Regions from separate parts of the Mus musculus genome. Here all the other regions are linked to region 1. Evidence: chromatin contacts called from public HiCAR-type and promoter capture Hi-C data. All regions are on one chromosome and are shown on one strand. The core of a region is the stretch at or near the end of the contact, and the rest is flanking DNA. Distances in the headings are between cores, read along the strand shown.

Region 1 (2,808 bases), core at 17-2,516:
CACCCCCCATATCCACTTGCAAGTAGCTGGTGGTTCCCAATCTTTTGAAGACAAAGTCCCGTGAGGCTAGTTAGCATTCCCTGCTGGAGACTGGCTTCACACAGGGGGTGACCCTGTGATGCACCAAAGACTATTTCATGCCCTTGCGAGGTGGTTCAGGGACCAGGATTTTATTATGCTGAGGGCATTAAGAGTTGTGATCCTGCAATCTTGAGTTAGAGCCACTTACGGTCCCAACAGCTCCACCCTGGTGTTTTAGAGGAAAATATTCCTTTATGCTTTCTGCATGAACTGAAAGCGACACGGCTTCCCGATGCTACGCCTAGGAGGTGGTTCAAGCTTTTGAAATTGCCTGAGAAGCCCCGTCCATCTGCTGGATGCCTGGCTTTCTGGAAAGGACCAGGAGGCGTAGGTTTTTAATCTGAGTAACTCTGGATTTTGTTTTGTAACTTCAAATCGTCACCTAATTAAAAGTAAACGTGACTTTTTTTTTCTTTAAAGAACGTTTTGAAAATCAGTGTGGCGACGTGTGTTATGGTCTAGAGTCCTAATTCTCACCGGGAAGGAGATGGGGGCGAAGGGGGAGCACAAAAATCTCTTCTGCTTTTCGGTACTGGATAGTTGATTAAATGATTTGCTTTGATAAAGTGTACGCCAGCCAGGACTAGGGGAACAGAAGAACGGCGAATTCGAGAAGGAGTAACCTTCTCTTCAAAGTGGGGGAAATTACTCTCAACCACCAGTAGCTGTTTCCGTGAGCCTCCGGGTGGAGAATCTCCATCTTTTCCACCTCCTCAGTCCTAGTCCAAGAGGACCCAAGGTGAGCTCTTCGCCCCAACAACTCTACAGAAGGTGAAGGCGGTACCCTCGTCGAGAAGAAAAATCCCTAAGGAGTGAGCCAGTGGACTGGGCTTCGGAGTGCAAGAAGACAGCTATGTGGCCAGGCTGGGAGGACAGCAAAAGATCTCAGATCCTATGTCTTTGGGGCGCTGAGAATCCCCTGGTAAGAGCCAGACACTGGCGAATCCAGCCCGTCACGCCCCCTACTCTCGATCCCGCTCTTCATTGGCCAGCGTGTCCTGTGGGAGGCGGAGTCGATGTCAGCCCCGCCCACCAGAGCGCGGGGGCTGGGGCATCAGGCTCTTCTCCCACCAGGGGCCGCCAGCTCTGCTCAGTCTCCGACTTGGTCCTGCAGCGCCTCTAGGCTGCGGATCGGCGCTCCAACCACCTGCTCCGCGCTGCCGCCGAGGAAGCTGGGCGGGAGAGAGGAGCGGGAGGAGCAGGAGGAGCGGGAGGAGCGGGAGGAGGAGACAGGCAGCTTACACACGCCTTCCCGTCCTCCACTCAGAGCAGCCGGAGCCCGCGGCCGCCGCCACTGCTCCAGCTGCCGCCGCTACAGCCTCTGCCTCGGCTGCCACCTGAGGAGACCCACCGTCGGGACCCCGCGGCGCTGCCCCGCCGACCCTTCTCTGCTCCCGGTGATCCGTGCACGGTGCAACTCTCATCACTCTTCTTATCCTCTCCTTTGCAAGAAGAGAAACTACTAGAAGACAGCATCCAAAAAGAAACCGCGTCTACCTTGACTGACTACTGAAGCGTCTCCTGGAATAAGAGGGTCGCCCGTCCTGGGAGTAGCTGCCAGAGACACTGAGGAAGGGTGTGGAGGGGGGGAGGGAGGAGTTGCGGGTTCCGCGTGGAGGAAAGTTGCGTGTGGCACAGACCCGACGGCGCAGCGCCACAGTCCCCGGGGGACCGTGTGTCTTGGAAAAAAGTCGCTGTCCCCCTAAGGCGAGACCCACAAGCGAGCGGGCCCCGTGGGCCCGGGGACGACGCCCCCTCCTGCGGCGTGGACTTTGTCGGTGGCCTTCTAGGAGGAGGAATATGGCATCTAAGGTGTCCCCTTCTTGCCGTCTGGTTTTCTGCCTCTTGATCTCCGCCGCGGTCCTCAGACCAGGTAAGCTTTTGGCCTCTGAACAGCCCCACTGTAGTGGTTGTTGCGGACCGGGGGCGGTTCCCCGGGAGGCCTGGGGCTGTGCGCTCTAGCGTGTGCTTAGCAAAGTATGGGAGCCATAAAGGCGCGCGGGGGACACAGATCTGTCCCTGGGAACAGTCACCTGTGTCACACGTTTTAGGCTTGACTGGTCTGCTCAGGTTTGGGCAGCGAGATTGAAAACTAAGCACATCTCCAGGAACTTTGGGTGAGGCTTAGCTTGAGGGTGCAGGACCCCCCCCCCCCCGGCAAGATCTGCTGAACTCTCTCCCCCGCACCGTCCCTCCAGTCTCTTGGTATCAAAGTACAATTCACTGCACTCAGAGCAGTTTCCTTTCGCTGGGCTTTGAGGTGAAATAACTGCTGGCACTTTGTCACGATAAATCCCCTAAGTAACTTCCTCTTGGTCATAATGTGAAGACCTGGGAGGAATGGCAGGGGATAAGGAGGGTTTTGACTATCTTTTTTTTTTTAATAATAATAATACTGAAATAGAAGCTGCATTGTCTAGTGGGTAGCTAGTGTAGGGTTGATGGCAGCCGAGTCACGCAGCGTGGACTGGGTTAGCAGTCAGGTTTGCGAGCCTTAAAGCGAGGGATTTCTTGGTTTCCACACCCAGTGGTAGCGCCTCAGTTCTCACTTCTACAGAGAGTCCTCAAAGAAAAACGACAAAATTCCCACCAACCAGAATATCTTGTGGGGAACCCCTTTTCTCACCCCCAGGGGACATCCCTGGCCCGTGGTCCGCCAGCTGGCCTGCTGGCTGCCATTCCTTGGTCCTGCCCAGCCCGCTATGCGCTCCCAGTCATTCATTCAAG
Region 2 (2,849 bases), core at 71-2,570, 2.8 Mb after region 1:
CACTTTCCCTTTGTTTGACAGATAAATTTGAAAAACTTAACACTTTTATCCCCACCAAAAATGTTGGCCATCTATATTACTATGACCAATTTATTTTAAATAATAATCCCAATCTAGAAACTTCTATTATGGATCAGGATCAAGATGATCTTTCTTCTCTAATTTTTCTCCTTTTACAGACTAACTTGGCATTGTGGGCAGATTTTATACAAGAATTCTTCCAGACCTGTCTGGAAGAGGGTAAGAGCTTAAAACTGCCAAGAGAAATGATATGTGTCCCATTGATGGAAAAGAAAGTACGATAAATAACTCTTTAATTTCTTCTTACAGAATAAAACAAACACGGGATTTAGAGGGAAAAAAAAGCAATAGAACACAGTTATCACTAAGCTACCATGATTACAGGAGGGACTTTTGTCTATCACTCTTGACAACTATAGGCTCTGCCTTGGGGATATTCCAAACTTTCCCCACTACCGCAAGCGGGAACTTTAGGTCCTATATTGAGGGCCATTCCAAACACTTATTTCATTTGCCTTCTCCACTTCCCATTTTCTAAGAGTATTGTTGCAAAAGCACTAAGTCGTTTGAACCATAGTAATTAGCCCACAAGTTTACTTACTACATAACAAGTGCTGCTCAGAAATGTCCTAAGTATTCACAGTTGTTAGTTTACAAAGTCTAGCAAAGGAAAACATAAACTAGAAAGAGATCTAAATGATAAGGGCGCTCATCGCTAGAGATAGGTTTTTCTACCCTTTCTACTTTGGGTATTTTATTATATTTAAAACAAGATTTGTGTTTGGTAGACGGTGCGTGACTGTTTTGAAAAATGGGCAGACTGTCTTCCCCAGTCCTCCCTGCCATTACAAAACTTGTTTACTTTCTCCACAAAATGATCAAGTCTGAAAAACTACACCTTCCACAGTGCGGAAGTTTCCTTCCTGAGCACAGAAGCCAGAGGAAGGGATGTAAGGACCCCCGCGCGGGGTCTTCGCCTCACCTAAGGGGGAGCGTCCCCCTGGGGTCCAGCCAGCACCCGGCGCTGGGGGCAAGGCACGCACCTGGACGGGGGCTTCAGATTGCTCTTTCGGAGTAGCTCCTCCTCGTAGCGGAGCAGCTTCAGCTTCTCCACTAAGTCTTCCATCACCACGAACATGTGGTAGGCCGCTCCTGGCCCGCGCTCCACCACAGCCTCCCCTGCGCCTTCCCCGCGAGCCCGAGACACCCCATCGTCCAAGCCCGACGGCGGGATCACCGCGGCCGCGGCGGCCATCCCTGCTCAGACCCCCAGCGCCCGGCTGGGCTCCGGCCAGGATCTCTGCAGCCTTCGCCGCCCGCACCCCACAGACCGCACAGTCCCCACCGTTACCAGGCAACCGCAGGGCAGCCGGTCACCACGGCAACCAGACCCGCCTCCTTCGCTCCCAGCCGGCCTCTCTAAATTTTCACCAATCAAAGCTGGATTCTTACGTGACGTCACGCCATGCTGGTCCCTGGCCTAGGGGGTAGCTCCGCCCTATGGGCGTGGCGCATCGTCCCCCACCTCTTCCGCCTCTCCCGCGCGCCTTAAAGGCGTAGGGTCCCCAGCTATTTAGCGCTGCATGCTGAGTACAGCCAAGAGGAGCACAGGATCTGGTATTCTGCTCAGGGCTGCTGAATGAACAGACATCTGGTCATCGAGGTAGCAATTCAAAGGACTGAAACGAAGCAGAACAGAGTGTTGGAGGTTATGCTTGCTCAGTGATTCTTGTTTTATTTTCTCAAAGTGGGAAGTTGTGGTGAAACTCGCTGTCCTTAGGTTCACATTACCTCAGAAATTCCACCCGCAAGACTGCTAGTCTATTTCTTAACTTAATTGCTTATTAGATAGTGCTAGACTTACGAGTATATTCTAAATAAGACTTAAAGTCTTACAATGATCTTATCTCACTCCATTAGGAAAGCGGTTGCTTGGAAGAGGGCAGCTTGGGAAAAGATTTATACCACACACACATTGGCCTCAATCTGTTCCGAGCCCATGCAGATTTAAATTCTTGAGTACTAATGAAATCCCACAAAATATAGTATCTGGAAAGGAAGTGCTGCATTGTAGCACTTACATTTAGATAAGAACATTTCTGCTATTATGTCAGCACGTATTGACCTAGAAAACACATGGAGACATAACTGACCAGGGATGTGACTTATCCTTACAATAAAGTACTGCATCAGGCAATCTTTCTTGTAGTTAAAGATAAGAAGTGAAGCGAAGAGAAGTTGCCTAGCTACTTCTTAAGATAACTCAGAAGCAAGAGGTGTAACATTTGTCTGATTAACCCTGTGCCTGTTAAGGGGTCATCAACAGCTTATATCACACCCTAAATAATGTAGCAGGATCATATTTTTGACATAATTAAAATCTGAATCATATTTGTAAAAATCCTTGTGATAAAAGGAAGAGTTTTTCTTTCTAATCAGCCTTGTTTCTAATGCTAATAAAGGTATCCAAATGAAAAACATTGCTATTCATCAAATAAAAGACACACATAAAACTACTGATTTATGTAGAAAATAAAATGGAGATGAGAAATCCAAGGATAACTGGGTAATTGCACGCCTCACAGGTGGAGGTCAGAGGACAACCTTCTATATCAGTCCTCAACTACTACTTTGAGACAGACAGCTTTTCTGTAAACTTTTTTTAAATTTCTTTTGTTTTAATTAGGTATTTATTTCATTTACATTTCCAATGCTATCCTAAAAGTCCCCCGCCCACTCCCCCACCCACCCATTCCCACTTTTTGGCCCTGACATTCCCCTGTACTGAGGCAGATAAAGTTTGCAAGTCCAAAGGGCCTCTCTTTCCA
Region 3 (2,720 bases), core at 62-2,561, 2.5 Mb before region 1:
TCAGTTACTAACTTACAGGTAAGTGCTCCTTGACCTACCATTGTGATTTTTAGCACTAAATGACATTGTTGTCTCACATATTAAGAAACCCTTTAATTTTTATTGATGACTGACACAAGGCGAAAAAATCCAAAGTGTACACACACACACACACACACACACACACACACACACACACACACACACTTCTGGAAGATTTTGCTCCATCCATCAGATGAATAGGCTGTCTTCAATATAGATCGTTCTACCCACCCAATCTCCATGCAGCTGAATGCTTTAACCTTGTTCAGTGAGACACTTAAACCTTACCTTCACCAAAATAAAATGAAGTGAAATTAGAACGACTTTATAAAAAGCCAATCACTTGAATACAAGACTTGGTGATGTAGTCAAAGTGTTAACAGTAAAGAATGAAGTCGTTAGACACTTAGGTCTTTTTAGACAGTGGTTTCCATGGAAAGTCAGGCTGTCCTTATGGGGCAGGCTTCCTTGGTAAGTACATTTTGTACTACTGTGTTCACCTACAGATAAGCTCAGAGCTAGTAACAGTCAGATAATGGAATACATTTATATGGGTTTCTAATCAATGCATGCTATTAGTTGGGAGCATATTTGAATGTCTGAGATTTTCAAATCTCATCTACCTACCACCAACTTTTAGTTCAGAGATATGTGTTCCAGAACAAATGTGAATTCAGTAGAAAAGATCAATTAAGAATTTAATCTCACACTTAAGATATTACTTTTTAAATAATCATTCAATATCTGAAGTATTGTCACAGTAACAAAAATGATAACATTAATATTTTTCTCACCGCTTCTTTTAGTCCTAACAGAAACATCATAATTAATTTTTGATTAGGTATTTGACCTCAAACCAAAACCTCAAATCAACAATTATTTTTTGTTTATATTGGTATACTCTCTGCAAGACATGTGGCTTGCTTACAGTGAAGTAATCATTAGTTGTTTATCTGGAACTTAACCCTAACTGAAGAACCCTAACTTTATTATTATTATGACACAAATACGAAAACCCTGTGGTGTTGGGAAGTAAAAAATTGAAAAGAGGGTCTCGTCTACCAAAGCCTCAAGCAGGCAAGATGAGGTTTTTTCACCGTTCCTCACACAGTCTGGTGGCAAATGACAGGACTTATTGGTGCTCAAAACAGTCTTCTTTCCACTTGACAAAATTTCCTTTTCTCTATTAAGTCAAAAAAAAAAAAAAAATCGCTCTCGGAGCGTTTTGGCGGGGCTCACGTGGCATGGCCACTAGATGGCAGTATGGGCACATCGGTCCCCACCCCCTTCTCATTCTGTAGCAAATTTTCTGTACCTTGTCTGTCCTTCTTTCCCCCCACCCTCTTTACAGGTTTCAGCTTGTCACTTTTCCTTCCCCTCTTTGTTTGCTATTTTTACTTTTATTCAAATGAGAGGACAACCAGCTGGTTGAGAATGTCATGCGGTGCTCACAGGAGGACTGCAATTGAAAAACGGAGTTGGTTGTCTTGGCTGCAGTATCCGGTTACCAGGCACCAAGGGCAATACACTTGATCAGATGCTGTGAGGTTTGACCAAGCTTGGCTCAAGTATGCTCCTCCTGAGATGGGGCCTCAGCTGTAGAGAGGTGTCAAGAGATGGACACATTTTTCAGGCGGGTTTTCCCATAAATGTAGATCGGCATATTGGGTTTTCAGGGGCTGTGCAGTGTTTTCCGTCGTGATATGAATCTTATTTTTACCCATCAAAACAAAACGCATTAAATTGCAAAGCTATGTATATATAATGACATGTCAAGAATTGATCTCAAACCTGTAGTTAGTATTCTCAGAAACTCCTTAGGTTCCTATTTATTTGATCTTTTCCCCCAGACAGAGTCTAACTATAGCACAGAGCATCCTAGAACGCATTATGTAGTACATGCTAGCCTCGAACTCACGTCAGTCTTTTTACAACCTCTTCAGGGCTGGCGTACAGTGGGCTGCTACTCCCAGCTCTGATCTTGAGTTTGTAGTCATATTCTTTAGACAGTTTTTAGTGTCAATAAGAGGAGTAACTTGCCCATTTTGTTAAGACGTACTTTGTTAGACATTTTAAAAGTCCTGTCAATTTTATTTCTAGAGGAAGAGAAACAAGGAGAAAATTATTAGGAATATGCCTGAAATGAGCGGAGGGTGTGTCTCACCCTTAACCTACGTTGTTAGTATGAGCAGAGACCCAACCCCTCCTCCATATTCCACTTCGCGTATGCTGCTCCACAGCCCTTTTGTCTAGATGTCTGATGTGGTGTGGACGCTGACGCTTTCCTTTCCCTGAAGTCCACACCTTAGGTCTTTGCAGACATAAAACTTGTTTCACCTGAATTTTCCAAAGCAGGTATAAATAATGTGTGTTAGTATTCTGTCAGGACTCCACCCCCACAGTTACCTCCCCACAGTTACCTGGCAATAGCCATGTATGCCAGGCCCAATATAAAAAGGGGGGCTGTTTGCCCCCCCCTCTCTCTCTCTCTCTCTCTCTCTCTCTCTCTCTCGCTTTTTTGCCTCTCCTACTCTCATAATCTTGCTCCTTGCTCCCTTGCTCCCCCTTTCTCCCCATTCCCTTCTCCCCTCTCTCCACGTGGCCATGACCGGGTTCTACTTCTCTACTCTCTCCCTCTCTCTGCCTTTCTCTGTCTCTACTGCTCTCTTAACTCCTCTCCCCGTGCCCTAAATAAACTG
Region 4 (2,814 bases), core at 63-2,562, 2.6 Mb after region 1:
ACACCCAGGATGATTGGGAGAGGGAAGTGGTGGGCAGGGTATTAAGGGCATCTTGGAAATAGATCCCAAACACTGGCCTTTATAAGGCATTGTGAGGTTAACCATCAGTTTAAGGTTCAATTAATTTAGCATCCATCCTAAGACAAATTTAACATTTGCTGTTATCCTGCTGCAAGTCTGTTCCGATTCTTACCAAAAGTTCGCAGAGGAATCTGCAGATATGAAGCTTGCCGGGCGGTATATGGTCACAAAAATTCCTATTCTTCCCTCGGCTTTTTACAAAGGAGGTACGCGTTCATAAACAGCAAAATACTTTACAAAAGAGGAGGTGCATCCCTGGCAATTACTGTCTTTAGACCACTGGCAATATCTGGGCAAATCTTAAAATACGTTTGCTCCAAGGAAGAGGGAAAAAAAAAACTTTAATCTACAATAAGGAATATATTAAAGTGCTGGCAAGGGAGGGGGGTAGCGGGGGTGTCACGAGAAGTGTTTCCAGGAAGCTTGTTTTGAGGATTCAAAACAACAACCACAAAAATACGCGGTCAGAGGGAGGGAAAGAAAAAAAAAGCTTCGATAAAAGCTGGGTGGGAAATAAAACTTGGGTCCACCGTGTTCTCTCTGCTCCAGTGCTTACGCGGTAGGGCAAAAAGCCTTTCTGGTCGACTTCACCAAAATGCGCACTTCATCACAAGAGGCCCGGGCCTCCCACTCTAGTCCTTCAACCCCAAATGCTGCGTGAAAGCTCTGAGAAAGGAGAGGGGTGCAAGAGGAGGGGATGGGGGGGGCGGCAGCTGCCCCCTCGCTTTCTTTGCAGTTGGGGTTTTGCACAGTTGCGGTTGTTCCCAGTTCTTCCTACGTGTGCGCACTGGAGAGTGAGGAGCTTCAGCCCGCTCTCCCCGGGGGGGAAAGGGACTAGGGAAGGAGAGCAGAGGGAGGAGGCAGGGGCGCCGATGCCCCGCCGGGCCCTCCCACAGTGGCGCTCCGGGTGCGCAGGGCCCGCGCATCCCGCCACCCCTCTCCTCTTCTCTCTGCTCTCCTCCGGGCGCCGCCTGGCCGGCGGGGGTGCAGCCCACACTCCTGCGGGGGCGCCTGGGTGCTGCGCACCAGCCTGAGAGCCGGGATCCCCGAGCCACTCACCGCAGCAGCAGGAGCCCAGCAACAGCGCCGCCGCCAAGGGCCACATCTCCGCGCCGCCGGGGGGTCGCCGCCGCAGGTGTCTGGAGCAGCCGCCGCCTCCGCTGCTGCCTTCAAGGGAAACGACCGACCAGCAGCGCCGCAGCAGTGACAGGCAGGAGCGGCCGCCCAGGCTGCCCGGGGGTGCGCGCGCGCGCGTGCTCGCCGCCCCGCGCACGCGCACTCCGCCCCGCCTGGCCGCCTCTGCTCGTTGACGTGACGCCAGCCTCACACCCAGCCCTGGGCAGGCTCCGGCGGAGAGCGCCAAGAATCAGCCTGTCCCCGGGGCTGCGCGGGTTGCACTCTCTGCTCACGGCCCCCGTCCCTCCAGCCAGCTCTCTTCCGGCTTCGTGTCCTGGGCCGGCCTGAAAGACGGGAGCATGGGACACACACGCTCACCGGAACTCACGGCACGCGTCCCTGCGCAGCCCCGCTGCTCTCTACTCCCTCTGGCCAAGCTCGCCCTGGACCTCGGAGCCGCCCAACCTCAGTCCAACTCCTCCTCCCTGCTCTCCCGGTGTAGGCGCTGCTTCTGCTTTCACCATCTTCCCTCCCAAGGCGCGCAGCCCTGGAGCCGCAGGGCTGGGCGGAGAGAGGGCGCTGTGACCAGGTCCTGGCCCCCGAGGAACTCCTTCCCTCTGGCTCCCCCTGGCCCTGATCTCTCCCCGGTCTGACTTGTTCCAGAAGTGGACCTCCTTATCTGTTTTTCTTTCTTTGTTGGCTAATGTTTTCATCCCCCAAGCAGGGTTGGGCAATCAAGTTCCATGCATAATGAGCAGTTTAAAACCACGAAGGAGAAAGGGTGACAGACACAAGGATTGTGGCAGACAGGCCCCGTGTGAGTAAACAGATCCTTGACGCTATCGGCAATATTGGGAAACTGGCTTATGTCTGCATCCTTGTGTAGACCTCTGACCTGTTTGAGTTCAGTTCTTGAATAGGTTTAAAAGTGTAGCTCTAAGCCACTCTCTTCACCCTGAGGCAAAGGTCCTTTGACTAAAAGGACTTGATCTCTGTAATAATGGGTGCCCATTCTGGGTGATATTCTCTGAGCTGAGCTAAAAGACTATCACACTATTTATTGCACTTCTTAAAGTCTTCTACCCCATTTCCTTCTCAATAGCCAGTGTAGCAGCAATCCAATTCAGGATAAAACTTGCCACTGTCTATGATGCTGTGACAGTGTCCTTATTTCATGATTATTTTCCTAAGGAAATAACCACTCCCTCCCAGATAGGGTACCAACAACAAACTAAAGTAGGATTCCACCGAAGTCAGTCTTGGACCAAAAGGTTTCTTGAGCTTGCTATAAGTTACTTCCCACCCAGCAGCGCAGAAGATCTGAAAGCAACCACACCTAAAAATTTCACCGCAGCATGAATTCCCCGTTCTTTTGATACCCTTCTATAGTCGGCATACTCTAGCACCTACTTAGGGGTGTCTGAGAGGTGCAAGAGGAAGTAGCTAGAATCTCAAGTAAGGGTTCAATGACCCTCCTGTCACTCTCCTTCCTGGAGGAAAGATCCACAGTCAGCACATCCTATCTTGAGAGTCACAAGTAGTCACCACTGTTCTGAGGAACATGATTGCTGTTACGCTCAGAGAATAGCACTCAACAAACATCCCTTAGTATACAAC
Region 5 (2,700 bases), core at 162-2,661, 2.5 Mb before region 1:
CCTCCAGGCACCTAAGAGAGGATGTAAAGAATTCTGACAAAGATCTGCTGGGCCTGAAGACATCTCATGGACTCACTTTCTGAAAAACAGATTTATCACTTTACATTTCGGCATAGCTATGAAGCACCGTAGAGACTTTCTCATGAAAATGGCAATGACTGTGACTGTCTGTGATCTTAATGAACCTGGCTTTAGAAAGAGAGAAATGGTACCAGTGTCTAGTACGTGTTAAAAGGTTTGGATCAGAAACTGTCAATTTGATTTAAAAAGTAATTGAGAATTGACCTTTGCATTTGAAAAAAAAAGAGAGAGCGAGATCAGAAATGGTGTGAATAAATTTCTAGACCTGGTCTTAGATGAGTGCACATGACTCTGGAGGGATGCGATTCTGGATTCATTATTGCTAAGGTCTGTGTTAGACCTTAAGACTTCATGAGAGTTCCTCAAGGTCACAGAGAGGACAAATAGTATCAGAAACATTGCATTTCCTATTCACACTAAGCTACCTCCCCAAGCTTCCTCCTCCTCCTCTCTTAGAGCCTAAGAATGATATAAAGCAATCAGATTCAGAGTGGTCATAAATGAAATACTACACTCACTAGTTAATGCTCTCAAAAGCACATATTAACGATGGGGATATTGATGATCTTAAATACTTACTGGCATTTGATCTCCAGGTAGTAAAGGCATTTTATAATTCAGCAGACATATCCTATGTACTAGGTCTAAAGTTTTGAGTTCGTGTGCTATACATCATAGGTGCCATTTTACATCCTGTGCTTCTCTGCTTGAAAAGCAATTTATTTTTGTCAATATTAATGTAATTGCCACTTATTTTTGTAGATGAAGTATATGTGTCTATTTATATCTGGCATGAACAAGTTTCTCCTAGATCAATAGAAGCATGGTATTGTATTTCTTTTCTTTTTGTCTCTTTATAAAAGATTCAAAGATTATGGCTGAACTTTTGTTATAAAGTGTTATAAACTAGATGGTGCTCATTTCAGTAAGTTCTAAGTTTTGACCAAGTATAACATTTAATTGATCAAAATAAAGGGTGGAGTGTTATCATTTAGTGAGAGAGGAATCAGCCACCTATCAAAATGATAAAATGAACCAACTCCACACTGCACCTAAAGACCTTTGGATGACTTAATCTTTACCTTAGACAGTTCTGGGAATAAATAATCGCTAGTGTCTTCTAACCGTGCCATATTTGCTTTAATAACTAACAGTGGTATTTGATCAAAATATTAAAAGCTGAAAAGGGTCTCAGAAAATGCTGAAGGAAAACTGCCTTTTATTAATAAGAGTGTGTGGAAATTCAATTTCATAACTCAGTTTAGCTGGCTTTTAAAATATTCCCCTGTTGCCAAGGGAGCTTAGTGGTAGGTGTAGAAATGAGCTTAGAGCAAATTCTCGGAACAAGCTTTTATACAACAGCAATTGCAGCATTTGTAAGTGGCGACCCTTTCCATATGGAAGACAAAGGAGCTAGAAGTGAAGATGGCATCATTCCTTCCACATCAGACACCTTAATTAACTGGTCCATAATCACAGACTCAGCTCCGGATGAATAAAAGAGCTTTTGCTCCTTCTGAATGAAAAGGCACAGAAGGTACGCTGCTGCCTGTGCAATTCATCACCAGCAAGACCGTTCTGAAGGAAGAGCTGCTGAATTCAGATTATCCTGAACTTCAACTTGCAAGAGCGCAGAGGTTGTAGGCAGACATTCGCAGTTTCCTTAGAAAAACTTGGATCACATGAGTTTTCTGTTCTCCCTATTTAAAAGGAAAAAGAAAAGAAAAAGATCAGTCATTCTAGCATGGGAGATTTTGTGAGGTACCTTCTATTTTTGTTTTACTGTTGAGATAAAGGCATACTCTTGGTTGTACTGAATAAGTTATAGAATTTTGTAAATGAAAAGCAACGTCAACAAAGCTTATATGAACACACAGAGACTGAAGCCATAAGGACAGGGTCTGCACAATTCTGCATCGAGTCTTCTGTGTATATATATTACGGTTTCCAGTTTAGTGTTGGACTCCCAAGTGTGAGAACAAATGGGCCTCTGATTCTTGAGTCTTGTGAGTTTTCCTACTGTTGGTTTTGTCCTGTCAAATGTCAGTGTGTTATCGTATTATGTTTTGTTTTGTTATATTTTAATACTATTTCTTAGGGGGTCTGTTCTTTTTGAATGAGAGACAGAAAGAGAGGAGGTGGATCCAGATTGGAGGTGGGAAGAAAACTGGAAGGAACAAGAGGAGGAGAAACTGTAATCAAGATATATGATGTGAGAAAAGAATGTATTTTCAATAAAAGAAAAAGAAGCACAAAGAAAGAATAAGAAGTTTAGTGTATCAGATTGAAGTTCAGGATTTAAATTGCTAATTGGGATGTGTCACCTATCTAGAACAACTTAAGGATTTTTTTTTAATTAATTATTTCCATAAACTTTTTTTAAAAAGAGAGGAAGTCAAAGGTCACTAAAACATGATATTTGGGATCTGAACAGGTGTTCTGGCCCATTAGGCAGCTCAAGGTTTGAAGCCTATGGAAAGGTAGGCCTTAGGAGTTGGCAGTCACCGAGACAGATCTCCTTTCAGAGAAACCAGAAGAGAGGTTCAAAGTTCCTGAAACGTGGAGAACTTGCTGTTTCTCCCCAGGGATTTTCCAAAACTAATTTCTGAATCCCAAAAA

The links. Promoter capture Hi-C pulls out the DNA fragments that hold promoters and counts their contacts. HiCAR-type assays count read pairs that join an accessible place to other places.
Region 2: a HiCAR-type map of astrocytes shows a contact between it and region 1, with 2.8 times the contacts expected there. The contact joins the promoter of Ift57 here to the promoter of Alcam in region 1. A contact is called at or near these places in 1 of 115 datasets of contacts at active chromatin or transcription factors (astrocytes) and 1 of 9 other capture datasets (adipose tissue).
Region 3: a contact with region 1 is called in a promoter capture Hi-C map of hippocampal neurons, with 32 times the contacts expected there. The contact joins the enhancer-like site here to the promoter of Alcam in region 1. A contact is called at or near these places in 8 of 39 promoter capture datasets (the 3T3-L1 cell line, 3T3-L1-derived adipocytes, cranial neural crest and 5 more), 24 of 484 Hi-C or Micro-C datasets (adipose-derived mesenchymal stem cells, cardiomyocytes, cerebellum and 14 more) and 12 of 115 datasets of contacts at active chromatin or transcription factors (SST interneurons, VIP interneurons, astrocytes and 9 more).
Region 4: a contact with region 1 is called in a HiCAR-type map of astrocytes, with 2.5 times the contacts expected there. The contact joins the promoter of Cd47 here to the promoter of Alcam in region 1. A contact is called at or near these places in 1 of 39 promoter capture datasets (pre-B cells), 1 of 115 datasets of contacts at active chromatin or transcription factors (astrocytes) and 1 of 9 other capture datasets (liver).
Region 5: a contact with region 1 is called in a promoter capture Hi-C map of hippocampal neurons, with 10 times the contacts expected there. The contact joins the enhancer-like site here to the promoter of Alcam in region 1. A contact is called at or near these places in 3 of 39 promoter capture datasets (cranial neural crest, hippocampal neurons and second pharyngeal arch cranial neural crest) and 4 of 115 datasets of contacts at active chromatin or transcription factors (astrocytes, embryonic forebrain, embryonic limb bud and 1 more).

The regions. Positions count from the first base shown.
Region 1 is chr16:52,451,539-52,454,346 of GRCm38.p6, reverse strand. It overlaps Alcam (activated leukocyte cell adhesion molecule), which reads left to right and starts at 1,266. Exons shown (of 16, transcript NM_009655.3): 1 at 1,266-1,954. The coding sequence starts at 1,882.
Region 2 is chr16:49,697,765-49,700,613 of GRCm38.p6, reverse strand. It overlaps Ift57 (intraflagellar transport 57), which reads right to left and starts at 1,320. Exons shown (of 11, transcript NM_028680.3): 1 at 1,065-1,320. The coding sequence starts at 1,276.
Region 3 is chr16:54,982,667-54,985,386 of GRCm38.p6, reverse strand. No RefSeq gene overlaps it. Among named protein-coding and RNA genes, the nearest start is that of Gm22977, 12 kb to the right of the region's middle. Within about 2 kb of position 1,311, at least 24 of the 459 cell types and tissues checked have an H3K27ac peak or open chromatin away from gene starts, as enhancers often do. A contact at or near this core is called in SST interneurons, VIP interneurons, cerebral cortex and 4 more, where this site is marked.
Region 4 is chr16:49,854,159-49,856,972 of GRCm38.p6, reverse strand. It overlaps Cd47 (CD47 antigen (Rh-related antigen, integrin-associated signal transducer)), which reads right to left and starts at 1,312. Exons shown (of 9, transcript NM_001368415.1): 1 at 1,141-1,312. The coding sequence starts at 1,186. It also overlaps Gm4633.
Region 5 is chr16:54,942,957-54,945,656 of GRCm38.p6, reverse strand. No RefSeq gene overlaps it. Among named protein-coding and RNA genes, the nearest start is that of Gm22977, 28 kb to the left of the region's middle. Within about 2 kb of position 1,411, at least 6 of the 459 cell types and tissues checked have an H3K27ac peak or open chromatin away from gene starts, as enhancers often do. A contact at or near this core is called in hippocampal neurons, where this site is marked.